Linked DNA regions of Drosophila melanogaster: region 2 is linked to region 1. The links are chromatin contacts, called in public Hi-C maps. All regions are on one chromosome and are shown on one strand. Each heading gives the region's core, a stretch centred on a gene start, on an enhancer-like site or on the middle of the called end of the contact. The rest is flanking DNA. Distances are from core to core; before and after follow the strand shown. Region 1 holds the start of Elys (elys,). Region 2 holds the start of Nup205 (Nucleoporin 205kD).

Region 1 (3,823 bases), core at 512-3,011:
GTTTGCCATTGCTGGACATGATGTGCTGGATGCTGACCCACTCGACGAAGCCGCTCAGCGTGAGCAGTACCATCTCGACGACACGGCTGTGCGCGTTCGCCTTGGTGTAGTTGCACAGACGCGTTGTCTCGCGGAACGCAGTCACATGCTGCTCCACCAGGCGCAGGAAGAACTCGAAGATGTCGTTCATGTTGTTGTTTAGCGCCTGGTACATGTCCTTTCGCCGCTGATTCGACTCGATTGTCTGTAATAGGGCCACGTCCTCCACCAGTCGCAAGAAGACCAGAAGCACCAGCTCCGTTTGGGCCTCGCCCTTGGTGCAGGCCTGGCTTAGCTCCGGCAGCAGGTCGGACCACTGCTGCGGCCACTCGCGCTTGATCATCTCGACGATGATGCGCGACAGCGCGTCCTTCGTGGGCAGCAGCGAGCGGTCCTCCGCCGGGCCCACGCCCACGTTCAGCATCTTGATGGCATTGTCCTTAATGTACACCTTCTCCTCGTGCGTAATGCAATTCCATCGGTACTTGATTGTGTACTCGATCAGCTGCAGGCCAAAGTGTCGCACTTGCTGGTTAGACTGCGGCGAGCTGGCCAGGAATAGGCCCACCTGGGCGCACATTGGCGACTCCTCCTTAAACCGCTCACAGGCCATGTAGGCCTCCAGGCGCGCCTGTTGCTGTGTCATCGGGTTCATGACTAGATCGATGGCCGAGGCCAGTTCGGCGGCCAGAGCCTCGGTGCCTCCGTGCTGGGACATCGCTAGCTAGCGTCTACCTGTGGGTATTGCGTTAGATTGGAATTGAAACAAATTTCCTGGGTGCGGCTTCTTCCTGCAACGGGCGCCATGTGCTCCACTTACCTCTGCTTGCCCCTGCCCACCGCTCGAAACCCAAATCTCGCCTAGCCTCTCGATCTCCGCCGCGATCCCCTCGTGCGTTGTCTGTGACCAATGCTTTTGTGGAGCCAGCCAACCAGCCAGCGAGCCAGACAACGTTTTGGAAGATTAAAAGAGCTGCCGCTACCTGTGTGCGTGTGTGCTATGTGCTATGTGCTGTGTGTTGTGTGGTCTGTTCCGTGTGCGAAATGCGGAATGCGTGAGCTGGGATTGTGGTGTGTTGGTGTTCTGGTTGGGATTGCCTGTGGGCACCGATGATCGCCCTGGGTAGCGCCTATTGCCTGGAACACAGCCTCTGGTCAGGTCTCTCACATTTGAGTCGCATATAGAAGTAGACCACTACTGAAACCGCTTTTCCGGCTGGGTTGTTTTAGAACAATGTGCAGCAAATCGCACGGGACAGGGTTGACAAGCGGCGCACGAAAGTTGCCAGATAGTATTGTTGCTATTGTATGTACTAAGAGCTTGACTCGGAGCTATATATGCCTGAATTGAGTGATACAAGGCATTACGCTTCAAGGTTGCTACTATCTGTGTTCATTCGGACTTCAAATGCAAAGCCAGCCGGTTGAGTTCCTTATGAAATTCGCGCAATATTTTCGCAATTCTGCAGCGTTGCCAGTCTGCTGGTGTTGAAGTTGCCAGGCTGCAAGTGCCGGCTTCTAGTCTTTTCTTCAAATGATTGGCTTGCCTCTCAGTTACAAACTTGTTTAAGCATGTATATAGAAAAAATTGAAAATGTACAGAAATATATGGTAACTAGTAACTCAAGTCCTTGCCATCGCTAAATTTGCGAATCTCTGTCGGACGTTAGCCAGCACTGGGCCACTCAGCGTGCATACACGACAAGCAAAACAACGGTTTTTTTGTATGCCAAATCGAGGCGGCAACGCCAGGCCGCTCAGGCACTCACACACTCACGCACACACAAAACATACACGCCGATCAATCGGTGCAAGAGCGCTGTATTTATAATTTTATTTTTATTTGCAAGCGGCCGGCATTGATGAAATAGAGATGGAGTGGCACGAAGTGGAGTTGGACGGTAGCCGCACGATTGCGTTCCCGGAGCGCATAGTACCCGGATTTGGCCGGGAGCCGTCGGCACATTTGGACGCCGGTAAGTGTGCACAAAATACGGCGTGTGCCGAAACCGATTCACCAAGAATCTCCGCTATCCCTTTACAGCCGAATACCTGGGCGGCATCATACGCGACGGGCAATGGGGCTGGGTGACCTGGCGGTATGGAAGCGATGCCACTTTGCTGGTCTGCAGCATGTCCACCGGCGATTACCTTTCTTGGCACTGCTTCTGGAGCGAATCCGATGATCTGGGGCCGCGCAAAAGCATTCGCTGCGTGGAGGAGCTCTTCCCCGGCGAACACGAACGCCCCGCTATGCTAGCCATCTGCCTGGAGTCATGGAACAGCGGCGATCAGAGACCCATCGACTGCCCGTTGAGCACGCAGGTGCTCATCTATGCCATTCGCAACAGTCAGGTGCTCCGCCGCTTCGACCTTCACGGTATAACGTGCAGCGCGCTGACGTTCCTCGATAAAAGAATCTATGGACTCACGCGACTGAGACGGTTTAAAGGCTGTCTGGCCGTGGCCACCGAGGAAGGCACTGTGCTGTTGGTTGATCTGAACAGCGACAGCCTGCAGGCGAGTACCCAAAGGCGCAGCCTTTGCTCCCCCAGTTCCAAAGATGAGCCGTCGGACGGGAACCTATACTTTGTATCCTCCGAGGAGTCCAAGAGGCAACTCAGCTCCAAGCTGACCCATTGTCGCTCCAAAGGGGCTCACTTGGCTGTGCGGATGGACGGTGAGTCTGTCACTGCCAGTGTGCCATGGTAGCTAGGTTAACCTTCAATTTACCAACAGTGGCATCCATTGGAATCAGTTGCCTTATGGGCATTAGCATGGCGCCCGGCTATGCTGCTGGTCTAGAAGACGGCCGAATCCTGATCTACGACCTAATCAACTTCGACGTGACCACTGATCTGAATTCGCCAGTAAAAAGGAAAGGGGTCAATAGAGCAGTGAAGCGAATGTGCCTCATTATGCCACCGGATGACCCCAAACCCTGTTTCTACATCTGTGCATTGTACCAAAATATCGACGTCCTGCAAATGATGCTGCACTCGGTCTGCTACAGGGGCTCGTACCGGGACCGGGAAACCCACACGATCCGTTTTAAGGTGAGAAATCTTGAGCCGTCACGCACAGACCAATATTGACTTCTTGCTTCGCAGGACTACCGTTCTAGAACCGTGCGCAACCGCCAAATCTTGGACGGAGGCATCTGCTCCGTGATCGGCTGCGCCACGGCGTCTACTTTCAGTTTTGCCGGCGACAACGGAACGCTGCTGATTGTCATCTCGTGGCACTCAAGTGCAGATAAAAAGAACAAGCTAGTCCTGTTCGACATTAATCAGTGGTACAAGGATGAGATGCCCACATCCGTTCACAAAAACGAAGTTCCTAATTACATGTCCGGCTACATACTCAGTGGTCTACAGACGGGACTGGCATTGGATTTGCGTTCCACCACCATATTGCACTTTGTCTCACTGCAGCGCTACGATGAGCACTTTTATCCCAACTCACTAACCTTTGGTAAGTGACAGCGGTGATTGAAGCCAGCGCCAGTAAGATTAATAGCCAAGTAATACCGTCTATTTCCAGATTGCTCACTGTTAACTCCAACTGGCAAACGGTACTACGCCCAGGACGGAGTGCAGCATCGGTTTCTGAACGCACTTCGCTGTGATCGTGCCACGCTCTTTTTGCGTCCTCAGATCTACCACGAGGACATCGTTCGCCTGCGTCTCCTGCCACAATTTTGTGAGCTTAACCCTAACGCCACATTCTCTAAGGTGAGCTACACACTAGGTTATTATTATCAGTTATCCGGAAATCTTCTGGT
Region 2 (4,077 bases), core at 295-2,794, 200 kb after region 1:
GTCTACCATTTGCACCGTTCTTACTATAATTTGAAGAAGCTGTACTTTAAAGGTATAGTTCAGTTTCTTCCTGTGTACTCTGTCCTATGACTTCTTTTTTTTTTGTGTGTGGGAGCGAATTATGAAGTACAGAGGAAATGGTCGAGCAACACAAACGCACACACACATTTGGAGAAACTTGGGAGATACTTACATTTGTTATTGTTGCTGCTTCCTCGAGGCTGTGCTGTTGTTGTTGCCGCTGCTGCTGGTGGTGTTGTTGTTGTAGCTGTTGCTGGAGTAAGTGCAGTTGTTGCTGTTGTAGTTGTTGTTGCTGATGTGCCGCAATACCACCACAATCCATAGTAATTACGGGTGCGAGGGGGCGGGGTTAAGTGTGTGTGGGAGTGGAGTGGAGTCGTCAATTGGGAGCGCACTCTCTATCTCTCTCTCTCTCTCTCCAAATCTCGCTCTCTGTATTGCTGCTCCTTCGCGCGATCGCTTACTGCAGCGGAATGAAAAGCGAAACAGACATAATTGAAGAAATGCGATAGCTCTCCGTCTTGAATTTCAACGATTCGCCGTAAGGGAGCGCTGTTAACCGCTATTTCAGTCACTGTTTGTGTCTTGTTCCTTTTTTTTATTTTTTTTTATTTTCAGCTAACTCTGCAGTTTGCCTTTGTCCATATTTTCGGTGGAAAAACCACTTCCTTGCTCTCTCGCTCTGGCTCCCTTGCTCTTCTATACCGCTCTCTCTCTCGCTCGCCAGGCGTTGCGTGGGCGAACGTAGGGGAGAGAGCAAGCGAAACGAAAAGAGAGAGGCGAACGCAGTTTGGAGTTTTATGCACTGGAGTTGTGAGTATGTTCGTGTGTGCCTGTGTGACTGCTACCCCCACACACTTGCACTGCCTCTCTTCCTCTCTGTCGCTCTCGCACACCCAGTACCAAGTACTCTGAACTCCAACTCCAGTTACAAATTCAATTCCAATTCGAATAATTCCCAATGAAATTTGAATTTTCCTTCCAATTGCACTGGCTTTGGCAGTTAGTATCCCTTTTGGCATTTATTGCAGCCGAACTGCGCCGATTGCATTTGCATTTACACTTCTACATCCACTTCCACATCCACTTGCATCGACAGCCAGAACCAGCATCCCACTATGGTGCAGTTCAGCCTGCCCGCGGCCATCGGTGATTCACTCACAATGCGAACAGGACACCACTTGGGCAGTGCGTTCGCTGGCCAAATCAAGTGGCGGAGAACAGAAAAAAAAAAAAACGCGAATCGGAACAAAACAAATGGATGCTACTATCGGGTAACTACGAAAAGTCCGTGCGTAGATTTTCACGAAAACGCCCCGCCCGCGCCGCACTGAAGTTGTGTTAGTTAGTGGTGCGACAACGCACCGATGCAGCGCCTCGATTATCGTTCGATAAGCATCGATTTTCCGATTGACTTGGTTCGAATCAACCGTTTAGCCAGCGCAGCAACCGCAGTTAGCGGGCACAAGCACCGAAGCGCGTACGAGCGTGGTGAGTTCGTACGGTGGTGAACATCTGTGTTTTCCAGTATTTGCAGCACCCAGCCCTGGTAACCGGCGCCTTGTCGCAAAGCGAAGCAATCTTGCCGCGTTTTATAGTCAATAACTGCGAATCAGCAAGAACTGCGTGAACTGAGCGAACCGCAAAACCAAGTGAAATGGATGGTGAGTGCCTGGCCAACGAGCAGATGTGCGTGGGTCGCCAAATCACTAATGCCACCCATGCGTCCACAGCTGTAATCGAGGACATGTGGACGCCGTACAAGCATTTGTACAACACTTTTCAGACCGCGGTGTCCAATCGCAGTGGCTTCACCTCGGATCTGGAGCAGTGCCTCAAGAAGTACAAGCACAACTTCAGCAACTTGCTGCGCAATCCGGTGGGTATAGCAAAACAAGCGCTTGCAGATCCGTAGATTTAACTAATTATTGATAATCCATTATTGAAAATGTCGGCAGCCGAGAAGCGAGAAGAGCCGCAATCTCCTACGAAATGCCCTCAACGAAGGCGTCCCGATGCAGGGGCATTCGCGAAAGACAAAGATGTCACAGGACCTGGCCGACGAGGCGGTCATTCTGTCCGACATGTTCGATCTGGACGAGGGTTTCGCCGTGGAGCTGCTGTGCACCGCACAGCGCCAGCAGAAGCATCATCCCGGCCTGTCCAGAGGCCTTGTCGCGGTGCTGCTCTACTACGATGGACGAAAGGCCATCAGCTGCACGCTTCGCGACATGTTCCAGGTGGTTAGCGGCGTCTCGTGGAACACCGAACTGCCCAAGGAGGTAAGTTTCGAGATTTCGACATCGCAGGCATCGCAGTGCCGCTGAAAGAGAGATTCACTGACCCTGATTATCGTTCTACGCACGCAGATCACCGGTCTGGTCACTAACTATGCCGAGAGCCTTGTCGACGGCTCTGGGATACTGGGACGCCTGCTGCAGCTGCTCGAGGAGATGGATGTCGACAAGGAGGTGGGTTTGTATGCGCCTGTTTCTGAAATTCTCTGAAATTGCATATCTTCCTTCGCAAATTGTTATTCATTTGTTGTCCAACGTTCGCAGTGCGCTATGCTGACCACAAACCGCGCGTTTGGCTCCAAGAAGCATCAGAACCAGGTGCTCGGCCTATACGAGGACATTCAACAGGCATTGGCAATGGCCCTGTTCAATTGGTCGGCACAACGCGGCCTGCCGCGACACATTGCCATTCGGCTGATGCACCAATTGGCCAACCGAAAGAACCACGACGCGGGCGGCAACATGGACGACGTGACCCTGATCATGCTGATGGCTCTGCTGTATGCGTACGATACCTCCATGCTGCTGGTCACCGAGGAACCCAATGAGCACACAACCCGACTTCCGATCTTCAGCGATCGCGAGTTCGCCGAGTGCTTCCTGGAGGAGCTGTACGCGCAGAGCAGCTGGCAAGCACCGCGCCTGAATGCCATCATTGCCTACAGCTTCGGACTAACGCTGGCCAGCCTGCGGCATGCACCTTTGCAGCTTCAGGCCACCGCCATCTCGATCATCAATCGCGATGAGATGCTCATCGACGAGGCACTGGGAGCGCAGGTATTCGTCTTCTTCCACAGCTTGCTGCTCGAGAAGGATCTGGTCTATAGGTGAGTACTGACAACTGAAGTGTCAATTGCCGATTCGCAAGCTAATCATCATTTGTGCTGACAGCACGCAGTTCTTCTACCGCCGCGTCCATCTGCTCATCACGGACTTCATCGACTTCATGAACTCCAAGGTGTCGGAGCTGCGCGGCCGAGCAGACGAGTCGTCACACACGATCATCAGCTTCCTAAACGAGGGTCTGGAACCGCCGCCCAACTTGGACTCCAACTTTGAGCTGCTCATGCTGTGCGTGGCCAAGATGCACGGCGATCCGCGCGTCACCATCAGGCTGTGCAACGAGTACTGGGGCCCCGGCGATCCCAACGGCTCTACGGCATTCAAGAACACCTCGCGCTCGGTGTCGCTGTTCAAGTTCATTAGCTTGGCCAGCGACCTGCTGCCACAGACGCTGTTCAAGGCCTACCTCAAGATGATATCCGGACTTACACGGACCGATTTCTCGGCTCGATGCGCCTTCAACATGCTTAGGGTGCCCCAGATGGCCACCGGCGGCAAGTATGCGGTTAGCTGGGATCACTTCTTCACCACCCTGGGCAACTACTATACGTAAGTGTGACTCAAATCTGGTATTGAAGATCTCTCTGAAGATCACTATCTTCTAGTTCGATGCGCAACGACTTTAACACCAACATCGGCATGAGCGGCGAGACCATTTACCGCACCCGATCGACACCAAAGGCCATTACGCAGCGAGAGGCGGAGCATCTGGTGGCCGTAATGGGCATCATACAGGCGGTGGCGGAACACGACGAGGTCTCGCGCATCATGATCTGTGACCATCCCAATTGGCAGACGCCGCAGGTGCTCCTGGGCCTGGTTGCGTGCGCCACGCCGCTTTTTTTGAAGGCGGAGATTCTGCACACGCTGGCTGCCCTGGCCAAATCGAAGGAGACGGCGCGCGTCATCTGGTTCC

The links. Hi-C and Micro-C count contacts between places; a contact is called where the count stands out from the background.
Region 2: a Hi-C map of the Kc167 cell line shows a contact between it and region 1, with 4 times the contacts expected there. The contact joins the promoter of Nup205 here to the promoter of Elys in region 1. A contact is called at or near these places in 23 of 107 Hi-C or Micro-C datasets (the D17-c3 cell line, the Kc167 cell line, the OSC cell line and 9 more) and 2 of 6 datasets of contacts at active chromatin or transcription factors (both in the Kc167 cell line).

Annotation. Positions count from the first base shown.
Region 1 is chrX:19,650,544-19,654,366 of dm6, forward strand. Elys (elys,) reads left to right here and starts at 1,762. Exons shown (of 7, transcript NM_134496.3): 1 at 1,762-2,015; 2 at 2,084-2,719; 3 at 2,779-3,095; 4 at 3,150-3,513; 5 at 3,583-3,773. The coding sequence starts at 1,913. It overlaps Ranbp21 (Ranbp21,), which reads right to left and starts at 1,726. Exons shown (of 2, transcript NM_001298524.1): 1 at 860-1,726; 2 at 1-774. The coding sequence starts at 757.
Region 2 is chrX:19,850,670-19,854,746 of dm6, forward strand. Nup205 (Nucleoporin 205kD) reads left to right here and starts at 1,545. Exons shown (of 10, transcript NM_167687.3): 1 at 1,545-1,900; 2 at 1,980-2,303; 3 at 2,391-2,492; 4 at 2,583-3,145; 5 at 3,210-3,710; 6 at 3,767-4,077. The coding sequence starts at 1,679. It overlaps pico (pico,), which reads right to left and starts at 1,390. Exons shown (of 4, transcript NM_134519.3): 1 at 194-1,390. The coding sequence starts at 343.